Regions from separate parts of the Macaca mulatta genome. Here region 2 is linked to region 1. Evidence: chromatin contacts called from public Hi-C data. All regions are on one chromosome and are shown on one strand. The core of a region is the stretch at or near the end of the contact, and the rest is flanking DNA. Distances in the headings are between cores, read along the strand shown. Region 1 holds the start of NANP (N-acetylneuraminic acid phosphatase). Region 2 holds the start of ENTPD6 (ectonucleoside triphosphate diphosphohydrolase 6).

Evidence for each region. Hi-C and Micro-C count contacts between places; a contact is called where the count stands out from the background.
Region 2: a Hi-C map of liver shows a contact between it and region 1, with 5 times the contacts expected there. The contact joins the promoter of ENTPD6 here to the promoter of NANP in region 1. A contact is called at or near these places in 2 of 14 Hi-C or Micro-C datasets (cortical neurons and liver).

What each region holds. Positions count from the first base shown.
Region 1 is chr10:58,501,054-58,506,932 of T2T-MMU8v2.0, reverse strand. It overlaps NANP (N-acetylneuraminic acid phosphatase), which reads right to left and starts at 2,726. Exons shown (of 2, transcript NM_001266157.1): 1 at 2,602-2,726. The coding sequence starts at 2,691. It overlaps LOC114670419, which reads left to right. Exons shown (of 4, transcript XR_013399698.1): 1 at 1-2,533.
Region 2 is chr10:58,951,729-58,957,607 of T2T-MMU8v2.0, reverse strand. ENTPD6 (ectonucleoside triphosphate diphosphohydrolase 6) reads left to right here and starts at 2,574. Exons shown (of 16, transcript XM_077951089.1): 1 at 2,574-2,727; 2 at 3,017-3,114; 3 at 4,702-4,792.

The sequences.
Region 1 (5,879 bases), core at 1,477-3,976:
GGGATGAATCCCAAATAAAACTATTCATACTTTAAAAACACACTCACAAAATGAGACCTGCACTCAGCCTAGCAATTCAAGCAGCCCTTCTGTTATTTCTATTTCAAGTCTGTGCTCAAACATCACCTATTCGATGAGGCCAAATCTGACCAGTCTATTTAAAATGTTGATTTGTTACCCTCTCTGCTTTTTCTACCACACCTGTAAATATTTATTATGTTCATTGCCATGCCCACTAAGAAGTAAATTCACAAATGCAAAAATCTCTTCTGCTTTGTTCACTGAGAAACTCCAGGTTTCTGTAGAAAAGTTCCTGAGTAATTACCATGAAAAAACAGGTCTAAAGAGGGAGGAAAAAAATAACTTACCTAGGTGATTAAAAAAATTAAAGTTCATACATACAGTCAGTATCTGACCTCTTGTCCCCAAGCCCAAGGCAATAAATAGCTGGACCTTTCCCTCTTCCTCCATTCATAAATTATTTTCAATGATTTATGAAAGCTGGCATGTTACTTTTGAACAGGTCAACATCTATGAATGTTATTGTTTCCTTACGTGATAAAGTATTCCCTGTATAGCCAAGAGCACACAGTTCGATTCTGCTCATTTATTATTAGGCTAATTTCTTATCCTGCTAATTTATTATTACAGGCTAATTACAAAGGAGGCAGTAATAGAACCATGTCTCGAAGTAAAAATTTGTATCCATCCATCCAGCATTTATTCAACATTTGCCATGTGTCAAACGAGGAGAATTAAGACAGTTTGTTCCCTCCCAAGCTCACTATTTAGTTGTAGGCACCTGACTTTCAAAATTAATTGTAATATCCTTTGACAGATGCATTAAGAAATATCTGAACAAAATAGAGCACTAGTATAAGTGAGGGTGTAAAGACCAGGGAGACATACGATTTAGTCTTTGTTTTAAAAATATTGCTGTGGCAAGAATGTGGAGGACACACTGGATGTGGTAAACCTGGAGACAAGCCCACAGCAACAGTCTAGGTGAGAGATGAGTTCAGCTGTAACTGAGACATGCACGGGGAATGTGCAGTGGTGGACAGGCAGCATACGAGGGTGGAAGGTGCTGTAATTCGCTGAGTGGACACTGCACCCATGGGCTTCCCAAGCATTACAGGGTTATTGAGGACTAATATAATTCACATTTTATGAAGATATAAGGCTCCGACTGGTTAATTCCTTGAGGCACTTTCAGCTAGGTTTTCGGAGAGCTGTGATTCATATTCAAATGTCTGATTTTTAAAGCCCAAACTCTGGAACTACAGCAAGAATTGGCCTAAAGCAGTAATTTAATTGGAATGCACAGGGCTCAGCTTACTAATAACACACAGGTAAATATGCAACGTCCGCAGCCAGAGATACTGGAGGCAATATGGCACAGGGTGGTACCCCGGAGGTGGAGGCCAACGTTATATAGAAGGGACAGTTAAAAGTGGGGAATGCCTCAGTAAAGTCATGAAGACAGACTTCAAAAATGTCCACGGATTCTGGCAATTTGGGATTGCCTAGTGACCCACCAAGTCTATTCAGTCTAGTGGTGAAGATAAAGCAACATTACCATGGATTTAGTAATAAATAGGAGGTAGAGATAAGGAGATAACGGGTATGGATTTCTCCGGGAAAACATGGTTGTCAAGAGAGACAGGTAACATCTAGAGCAGGAAGAACAGCCCAAAGGGAGGCATCCTTTTTACAGCTTTTTTAAAACTATAGGGTAAACATGAATATACGGCAGGAGTGGAATGCAGCTAAAAAGAAAACGGATGAGGTAGTGGAAGAACCAGGGACACAAAAACTGATGAAGCATGAAGAGGACGGGGAGCTCAGGTTTGGACGAATTAGCTTTTGAAAGTGGGTTTTCCACATCTGATAAATCCTTTGCTTTCCCCTTGAAGCTGAAGAAAGAGAAAGAGAAGCCGGGGTGGACTCGGGCTGGAACACGGGAAGGTCTGAAACTGCCTCCGCGCGTGTAGAGGAGCGGTGCCGCGAAGCAGCGCCTCGGGAAAGGCATGCCCTCGCAGCACGGGCTTTTGCTGTGTCACCTCAGAAAGCCACGGGGACCACCACCCCGCCACGGAGGCCAGAAGGAGTTCTGTGGGGACAATTCTCTAAAGCAGGGCTTATGTCCAGGCTCGGTACTGACAGCCGTGTCCCTTCTTGGGGCAACACTGGGGCTAAGTCTACCAAGTCTCCTCCCGGCACCCCCCACACCGACACCCTGACTGGGGGCGGGCCCAGCGCCTGGTCTCGCGGCTTTGCTGTCGCTTCCCACGCCCACGGGCACCTCCGCCACCGTGGCAGCCGTCACGGAGCCCTTCCGCGTCCCGAGCGCCGAGGCACCCGCCAGCGGCCGCCCCGGGGCTCGAGGTTGGGTGGCGAGCGGTGGCCAGGTCAGGGAAAGCAGACCCGCAGGGCCCGCGCACCTCCAGCCACCTCCGCACCCGGACGCTCCCGAGGTCTCAACCAGCAAGAGCGGCCCAAGGCGCCAGGGTGGAAGTGGGGTCACGGGGAGGTGAGCGCGCAGGACGCTGCGGGGCGCACTGACCCCGCCCAGAGGAGCGCCACTGGAGGGGACGTTACCTCCAACATGCCTCTCCTGCTCGCCCCGGCAGTGTCGATGAGAGTGTTATCCAAGTCAAAGAAAACGGCCCGCACACGGCTCAGCCCCATAGCGCCGGCCGCTCGCGCGACCCGTAGCCTCGCCGCCGCCGCCTGCACATGCGCAAGGCGGGCTGCCCCGCGAAACGTGGGAGGAGCCGCGAGGTCACCAGACCCTCTCCAGGCGGCGGGGGAATTCCCGCGATCGGTTCATTCCCTGCGCCGCCGAGAAAAGTGAGATCCCGCGAGATTCCCGGGGTCCGGTCTCTCAAGAGTGCTGGAAGCGTGCGTGGGCGCGGCGGCGTGGCGCGACTTCTCAGTGGCTGTGGCTGGGGTTGGTCCGAAGCGTGGTCCTCTTCCTGGTGTCTTTCTGCTTCTTGCTTACCTCCCTGGGCCGTCCGGCGCGAGGGACCGTCATCGCTGCCTCTAGGGAGGTTGTCTGCGCTGCCAGGCGCTGGGCAGCGGGCTCTCCGGGTGGCCGGACGGGCGGCGCGGAGTCGTCTGCGGGCCCGGTGTCGGCCGTGAGCGCCCGCGGTCCTAGCCTGGCTGTGCGTGCAGGTCACTGTCGGCGATCCGGGGATGGCAGAAGGTGGAGCCTGCGCCTTCCCACCTCGCGCCGTTTGCGGCCTTCACCGGGGTGGAATCCCTGTCAGCTTGGGCCCGCGCCAGCCTGTTTTTGAAAGAAAGATGTGACTTGGGTCTCTTACAACCCGTTGAGTACCTGTGCCCGAAGACGAAGGGACTGTGTGGTGGCTGCCCCATGTTTTGCCCTTCCTGATTGCTTTCCTGAAACCTTGAGTTCTCAGGTTTTTGGATGCCTTTTACTCGGTTGTTTTCAGGCTCAGCAAGAGGTTGAGGGGCGTCGACCGCTTGTTAAACCCGCGGAAGGGCTGTAGCAGCTCTTGCCTCCTAATGCTGGCAGAACGGGGATCGTGACCCTAATCTCTAATCTTTGTCTCTCTTGGGTAACTTTACTGTAATTTGGATATGTGGTCATCTTTAATGACCAGAAATTGACTGTCAGGTATTACAGAGCTACAGGCCAATTACCTGATTTTGTTTAGCCAGTTAGCTAAGTGGTTTATTTTTAAATTTATTTTTATTTTCGAGATGGAGTCTTGCTCTGTCACCCAGGCTGGAGTGCAGTAGCGTGATCTCCGCTCACTGCAACCTCTGCTTCCCGGGTTCAAGCAATTCTCCTGTTTCAGCCTCTTGAGTAGCTGGGATTACCGGCGCATGTCACCACCCCCGGCTAATTTTTGTATTTTTAGTGGAGACGGAGTTTCACCATGTTGACCAGGCTAGTCTCGAACTCCTGACCTTGTAATCCACCAGTCTTGGCCTTCCAAAGAGCTGGGATTACAGGCGTGAGCCACCGAGCCTGGCTAAGGGTGATTTTTTACATTTGTAAATGGATTTTAAAAATGGATAAAAAAAATCAAAATAACAGTATTTTGTTGCACACAAAAATCAGTAAATTTTAGTGCCCATAGTTGCATTAGAACACAGCACACTCATTCATTTCTGTATCGTCTGCAGCTGCTTTTGCCATACGGAAGCAGAGTAATTGCAAGTGAGATCACATGGCTGGAAATCCTAAAGTATTCATTATTTAGCTCTTTAGAGAAAAAAATTGCCACTCTCTCGCCTCGCTGGTGGAACTCCTTAACAGATCACTGATGTTCAGTAGGTTAGATTAATTGGTTTATCTTTATATTAATAGGAATTTCTTCTGCAGTATTAGACTACCTACAGTTTCTGTATTTTATGGAGCACAATCACAGTTGACATCTCATTGCTGGGGTGAAGAATAAACCCATATGCATTCTTCAAAACCATGACTCCTTTCTGTGCTTACCTCGTTGATGTATAGGGCTAGCCTATCAATTGTGGACATTTAGATTAGCAATCAGCCAAAATTATGAATGCATTAATTGGAGTTAGACTTTTAATTGCCTGAAATGTCAGAATCAATTTAACATAAAACCATAGGCACACGAAGCTGTTAGGATTGGAGCAGGTTTTTTTTTTTTTTTTTTTTTTTTTTTTTCTGACTGGCATGCAGAGTTTGTTGATTTAGGCACAAATCTAAGGTTAGATGAGACATAGCAGTCTGTATAATCCTTTTAAGGGGATGAATTGTTTGACAGATTTCTTTTTGTGGCAAGTTGTCTAATGGCATTCCATGACCTATCCAACTTTGTGTAGAGCACCCTATTCTGTTGCTGTTCATAAAAATCTGAATCTGTTGTCCCACCCGCAGCACCTATTGAAAATAAAAAACAGGAGAGGGAGGATAAAAATTGGTCTATACTGCCTCCTCCAATTGCAGAAACATCTGTACCGCCTCCTTCGGTGGTAGAAAAAAAATCCCAATACAAAGAATTTTACACTCTGCTGTCATAGCTGGAGAGCCCTTAGGATCTTGCGCTTTTCCTCTTTCGGTAAGGCCTGATCCAAATAATCCACAGTAGGTTATTCATAAACACACTCCACAAGAATTTAAGTTTTTGAAGGAATTAAAAACTAGTGTGGTCAATAATGGAGTACAAAGCCCATGGTTCCCAGAGGAAGGAATGCTAGACGTAGAACTCTGGGAACAAGTGGGGAGAAACCTTAAACAACATCAGGCGCAAAGGCATCAGGTCCTGATGAAGTCTTTAATGTTATGGGCTTTAATTTGAGCAGCCCTGGCACAGTTACACACAGAAGATCCTAAAAAGAGGAAGGAGAAGAAAGTGTCACCTGCCTTATCACCTCCTCTTCCCTCAGCCCCAATATCACTGGGCCAAAATAACAAAGAGGAAACAGGTCTTACCTAAGCCTCCTCCCCAATAGATAGGAAAAGGGACAGAGGATACGCTACAGCTATCAGTCCCTGTCCAGGCTCTACTATAACCAGCACGGACCTAGGGGGACTGAACAAAAGAGGGGAACACGGGAATGAAAGACAAGAGATAAAAGTATATTTGGAAGAAGGGGTCAGAGGGCACCTTGCCTCCAGTGGACAAGGGGCCTGAGCTTTACATAGCCCTCCGTATTAGTCAAAAGAGATAGCGAGAAAGGGCTTGGTTGTCAGGTAATAGTCGGCCATTTGGTTCATAGCAGGATTGCGAGACTGCATCCTTTGGACAATAGGCACTAGATTTCTCAATAGATAACTTCAAGGAGCCTGGCACCAGGAGGTGATGTCCTTCAGCAAACCTTTTGGTGGCGGGGCAGTGTGAATTTGCCCACATCCTGCATTCATGATGAACAGT
Region 2 (5,879 bases), core at 1,325-3,824, 450 kb before region 1:
TCATCTCCTCATGATTTCATCCCTAACCCAACCAATCAGCACTCACCATTCCCTAGCCCCCTGACTGCTCAACTATCTTTTAAAAACCCTAGTCTCCAGACTGGCACAATCCTAGCACTTTGGGAGGCCGAGGAGGGCAATCACTTGAGAGCAGGAGTTCAAGACCAGCCTGGCCAACATGGTGAAACCCCGTCTTGACTAAAAACACAAATAATTAGCTGGGCATTGTGGCGTGCACTTGTAATCCCAGCTACTGGTGAGGCTGAGGCACGAGAATCACTTGAACAGAAGGTGGAGGTTGCAGTGAGCCTAGACTGCACCACTGCACTCCAGCCAGAGCAATGAAGCAAGACACTGTCTCAAAAACAACCGCCCCCCAAAAATTCCTTAAACTCCGAATCTGAGGAGAGCCTGATTTGAGGAATAAGAAGCCTCTGATCTCCTATTTAGCCAGCTCTATGTGTACTGAACTCTTTATCACAATTCCCGTCTTGAAAAATTGGCTCTATCTGGGCGACAGGCAAGAAGAAGCCGTTGGGTGCTTACAGTGTGATGAGTGCTATGAAGGAAATAACATAAAGGGTGATAGAGAATAACTAGAGGAGGCATTCTAGATAAAATGGTCTCAGGAGGTAACATTTGAGCTGAGTATTAAACATTGAGAAAGAATCTACAAAGGGAAGATCTAGCGCAAGACCTTTACAAGCAGTGTATAACACACACAAAAGCCCATGCCAGCAAAAAGATTTTACTTTCACAAATTCTAGAAACTCTAAGAGTAAAAAATGGTGAAAGGAAATGAAGTGATAACACATATTGTGAGTGCAGCAGGCAGAAACAGCGCCATCACCGTTTCACAACAGGATCTCAAAATACTAGGAAAAGTGCAAATTAAAACTGTGAGATACAGTTTGGTCATTATTGGATGGGGAAAGATCCAAAAGTGTGGAAAGACCGCACTGGTGAAGATATATGGAAACCCAAGGTCTTACACATTATTTGCCAGAGTGTAAATTAGTACAGTGTCTAAGGGGGGCAATTTAGCCATGTTTAGCCAATATATTATTTTAAAGGCCATATCCCAGTACAGCCAATTCCAACTCTAAGAATATTTCTGACAGATACACCCACATGCATGCACAAAGACAGTCCATGGGATCCAGTCGCATTATTCCTAACTGCAAGCAACTGGGAAAAACTTCAAGGTCCATCAGTGAGGGCCCGCATAGGCTAACCTCTGTAATAACCAAATCTCAGTGGCAGTGTCCAACCAGGTGCTTGTGGGTGACCTTCCAACAGGGACCGCATTGCCCGGCTGACAGGCCTGGTCTATGTACTGTCTGGGCATCCCATACAGTTAGCACTCATTCACCCTCAAAAGCGTCCCATCTTGAAAATAAACTCTTGTCCACTTGGTGCTTCAGGAACCTGGGCTTCTTCCACCAATATCTCTCCCAGATGCCCCAGTGCGCAGGTGGGGCCGTCCTCTAGGGCCAGGCCTGGCTAGGGCGCACCCACACCTCCTTGGCCAGACGCTGTGGGCCAGGAAGGGGCTCTGGCTCTTGCGGGAATGAGGGCGCCTAGCATAGGTGTGCACGTGGGCAGCCCCCACCCTGGGGCCCCTAAGTAAGCCGGGGCCTGCGAGCCAGGACAGTCAGGAGTTGCAACCTTGGTGATTTCTAGGAAGACATTAGAAAATGGGGTCAAAGGCCGGGTGCGGTGGCTCATGCCTGCAGACCCAGCACTTTGGGAGGCCGAGGCAGGAGGATCACTTTAGGTCAGGAGTTCAAGACCAGCCTGGCCAACAGGGTGAAACCTCGTCTCTACTAAAGATACAAAAATTAGCCGGGCGTGGTGGCGCACGCCTGTAATCCCAGTTGAGGCAACAGAATCGCTTGAACCCGGGAGGTGGAGGTTGCAGTGAGCCGAGATCGTGCCACTGCACTCCAGCCTGGGTGAGACCCTGCTAAAAAAAAAAAAAAAGAAAGAAAATGGGGTCAAGAAATGGGGGGTGGGAGGGGGGGAGTGGATTTCATGAACCTGCCTGCTCTGATGTGGCTGCATTTCCATCATGCATTGTCCTAAAAAAAGAAAAAGAAAAAAATAAAATGTAGACGTGGAGGGATGGGGGAAATTGCACAGGCCGGTCCAGGCTGTGAGGCTGCCCCCTGCCAGGCACGACGAGGGTCAGCTCTGCCGCGCCGTGAGGAAACCGGCCAAGGAAACCCCTTGAATCTGGCGAGGTCCCGCCCTGAGACGCTCGGGGAACCAGACTGCCGAGCCCTGCCTCTGGGCCGATGCCAGCCCGGTTGTGGACTGGAGAAAACCGCAACGCCACCCGCGGAATTAGAATTCGGCCGCCGCGCTTGCGCAGCTGGGTCCCCGACCCGGCCCGCGCCTGCGCAACTGGGTTCCCCCGGCCCGCGCCTGGGCAACTGGCCCCTCCCCCACAACGCAGCCCGGGCCTGCGCAACAGGGACCCTGTGACTCCCGCCTCCTGTCCCGCTTGCGCCTGCGCGGCTGGGTGCGCCCGCCCCGCCCCGCCCAGCCTGTGACGCCACGTGTATGTGGGCGGAGCCCAGGTCCTAGGGAACCGTGAGGTCGTATCCCGCTGGTGGAGGTTGGGGTGGCGCCGGCCGGGGCTGGAGAGCCCGAAAGACCGGCTGCCGCCTGCTCCCCGGAAAAGGGCACTCGTCTCCGTGGGTGTGACCGAGCGCGCGGTGCAGGGTAAGCGGCGGGCCGGGGCGCTGGCGGGGGCGGCCGGGGATCACCGACTGCAGGCGGGCCTCCCCACGCGGGCGCGCTGCGCTCCGGAGGACGGCCTCGGGGTCACTCGCACCCCGGCTCCCACCTCCTACTGCCTTCCTGTCCAGGCTTCATTAGGGCTCCCTGGACGTCTGGGCTCCGCTGACCGGTGGGGGGCAAGTCCAGTGTTTTGGGCCACAGGGCGGGCCAAATAGCAGGGGCCTCTAGCCCCAGGGGGCCCCAGCCCTGCTGCGTTCATTCATTCAACCAGCTTTTGCGGACCCGCCCCCAGTCTGCGTCAGGAACAGGCCCCTCCGCTCCTGGATGAGCCCGGCGGGGAAGCCTCGCGTAGCAGTTTCTGGGAAACAGGTAGGATCAGGCCGCTCGGACAGGACTGAGGGTGTAAGGACGATTCACCCCGGCATTGGGGTGATGTCCCGAGGAGCTCATAGGTGGTCAGGGCGGTTCTGCCCGAGCTGACCTGTGAGCCGCGGATGCCCGGACCGAGGGAGGGAGAGCCCCTGATGTGGACAGACTAGACTCCTTCAGTGGAAAACATTCAACAGCCAGGAGAGCGTGGAAGAGGAAGGAGAGATGGGAGGGTGTTTTTATTATAAGTGCAAAGGAACCAGCCACCGGGAAGTGCCTGGGCAGCTCTGGGTGTCCCTCCAGGCACCTGTATTCCAATCTTACCTGCGCGAAGCCACACACCCACGTCACACAGGATGCGGGGAATTCAGCCATAGCCTGCGGGGGGGAATCTTCCTGGGGAGAGGTGGATTACAAGGACTCTTCCTCCCACCCGCTGTGCAACAGCCATGGGCGGCGGGTAGTCATTTTTGAAGGACCTGGCAAGCACGGTACCAATCTCGAAATTGCTTTTTGTCTCCCTCCCCTTGGCCTGGAGAGAGTGACTGGCTAGCGTGTGTGTCTGCCTCCTGAAGCTTCGGGTAAAGGACCAGGGAGATGGGCAGCCCTTTGTGTCAGGAGATCTGGAAGCGCCTCCCCTCCCACCGCCTCCTGTGTAAAGGAAACAGCAGGTGGTGTTGACGGGCCTTTCATGCACCGGTTTTTGCCAAGGAGAGAAAAACCTATTGAAACCTCCCAGGAGGATGAGTGGAAGTTTCTAATGTGCTTTATTTTTGGATACAGCGTGCATGGCAGGCATTTGCATTCATGGCCCTTCCGTGTACAGGAACTGAAAACCTGAAGAAACTGGCCAACAGATTAGGCAGCCATCAATCCACATCAGATGGCGCCTGTATTTCCAAGAGGTGGCTTGCCATCCCCATCTCCTAGAAAGCCAACCAGGGGACAGGGCAGCTCCTACCACCGACAACACTGCTCCACCCTCGACAACACTGCTCCACCCTCAGATTCTCCTCTCTGACTCCTGCCTGGAGGGTGGCCTCGGCAGGAGCCACACCTCTCTGTTTGCCTGTGTGCACCCTACTTCCTATCCCTGCCTCCCCTTGGTCCCCACCTGCTACCTTCCTTACAGCCTCATCCCACCCTCTCTCTCCTTTAAAGAACAGACTGAGATGACATTGTTTTCCTCAGTGAGTCTGTCAGGGAGAACGTGATCAACAAATTCACGCTGTGGTGTTAGTGGTTCCCACAGAAACCCCATTGCCCCTCCTGCAGGTGTCTCAGCCATGGGCAACACTTTAATCTAGTGGAATGACATTGGTGTTAAGATCTGGGCCACAGGGATATGGAGGTGACCTGTTCCTTGGGGAGAGGGTATGGTGAACATGATTGTAAGAACTCTTCTTCCCACCCCTGTGCATGAGCAAGGCTGTTCCTGGTTCTGTGCTCTCTCAGTACTGTGTTCTAATTGGACTCTTGTTTTTGTCTTCCTGAACTTGGTGTGTAACTTCAGTAATTATGTCTATGTAAGGTATGTCTATGTATGTGAGTGTTTTTTGGATATCTAAAGTAGTCTTGTACTTACAGGGAAGGTGAAGTGATAAAGCACGTTCAATTTGGGGACTGAAGCTGGGGACTCTTGTGTGCTCCACCACACACTGACTGCAATCTCAGACAGGTCCGTTTACACACATTCCCAGGGCCTTGGTGCTGTCTTAGGGAAACCCAGGGCTGTGAGGTGGGCTTTGTGGGGCACTGGACACGGGACATGGCACATAAAGGGTTATTTTAAATGGGTAGACAATAAATAACTAGCAACTTTGCCTCTAGATTTAATATACCACCTGTGAATCTGATCATGTAGAATATGGTTCTTAGACTAACAAAGGACATGATAAGACTTGATTATGGGCCAGGTGCGGTGTCTCACACCTGTAATTCCAGCACTTTGGGAGGCCGAGGTGGGCAGATCATTTGAGGTCAGGAGTTTGAGAGCAGCCTGGCCAACATGGTGAAACACCGTCTGTACTAAAAATACAAAAATTAGCCAGGTGTGGTGACGTGTGCCTGTAATCCCAGATACTTGGGAGGCTGAGGCAGGAGAATTGCTTGAACCTGGGAGGCGGAGGTTGCGGTAAGCCAAGATTGTGCCACTTCACTCCAGCCTAGGTGAGAGAGTGAGACTCTGTCTCAAAAAAGAAAAAAAAAAAAACTTGATTACATGAAAAGGATTTTATTAAACATATTCACAGTTGTAGGGTGTTACTATTGCTTTTTGTCCCCACTATTCATCCCTGGACTGTTTCAGAACTTTCTCTATAAATACTGTAATTTAATTAAACATTTGATGATTACTTAGAAACCTGAAACTTTGGGTTATAGTCCACTAAGGAAGGGAGACTGTTGTGGTATGAGAGGCGCTACCTTGGAATGGACATTCCTAGTGCCATGTCTCTTCTCCCAATCTCAGCTAACGTTGCCTTAATGTGCATCATTCCCAGCCCCAAGCCTGTCACCTCTCATAGAGTCCATCCTATTTCTGGACCAACCCCAAACCTGTCACCTCTCATAAGGCCTGTCCTGTTTCCCACTGATGTCCCACTGGCATATCAAACTCAGCATGTTGAAAACCTGATCACTGCTGCCTCCTGCCAAACGGTCCCTTCCCAGATGACCTGTTTCAGCTCATGGCCATCACCCAGTCCTGTGGCATCTGTGATGCCTGCATCTTCCTCCTACTGCCCATTCTCCCCCTCAGTACACTG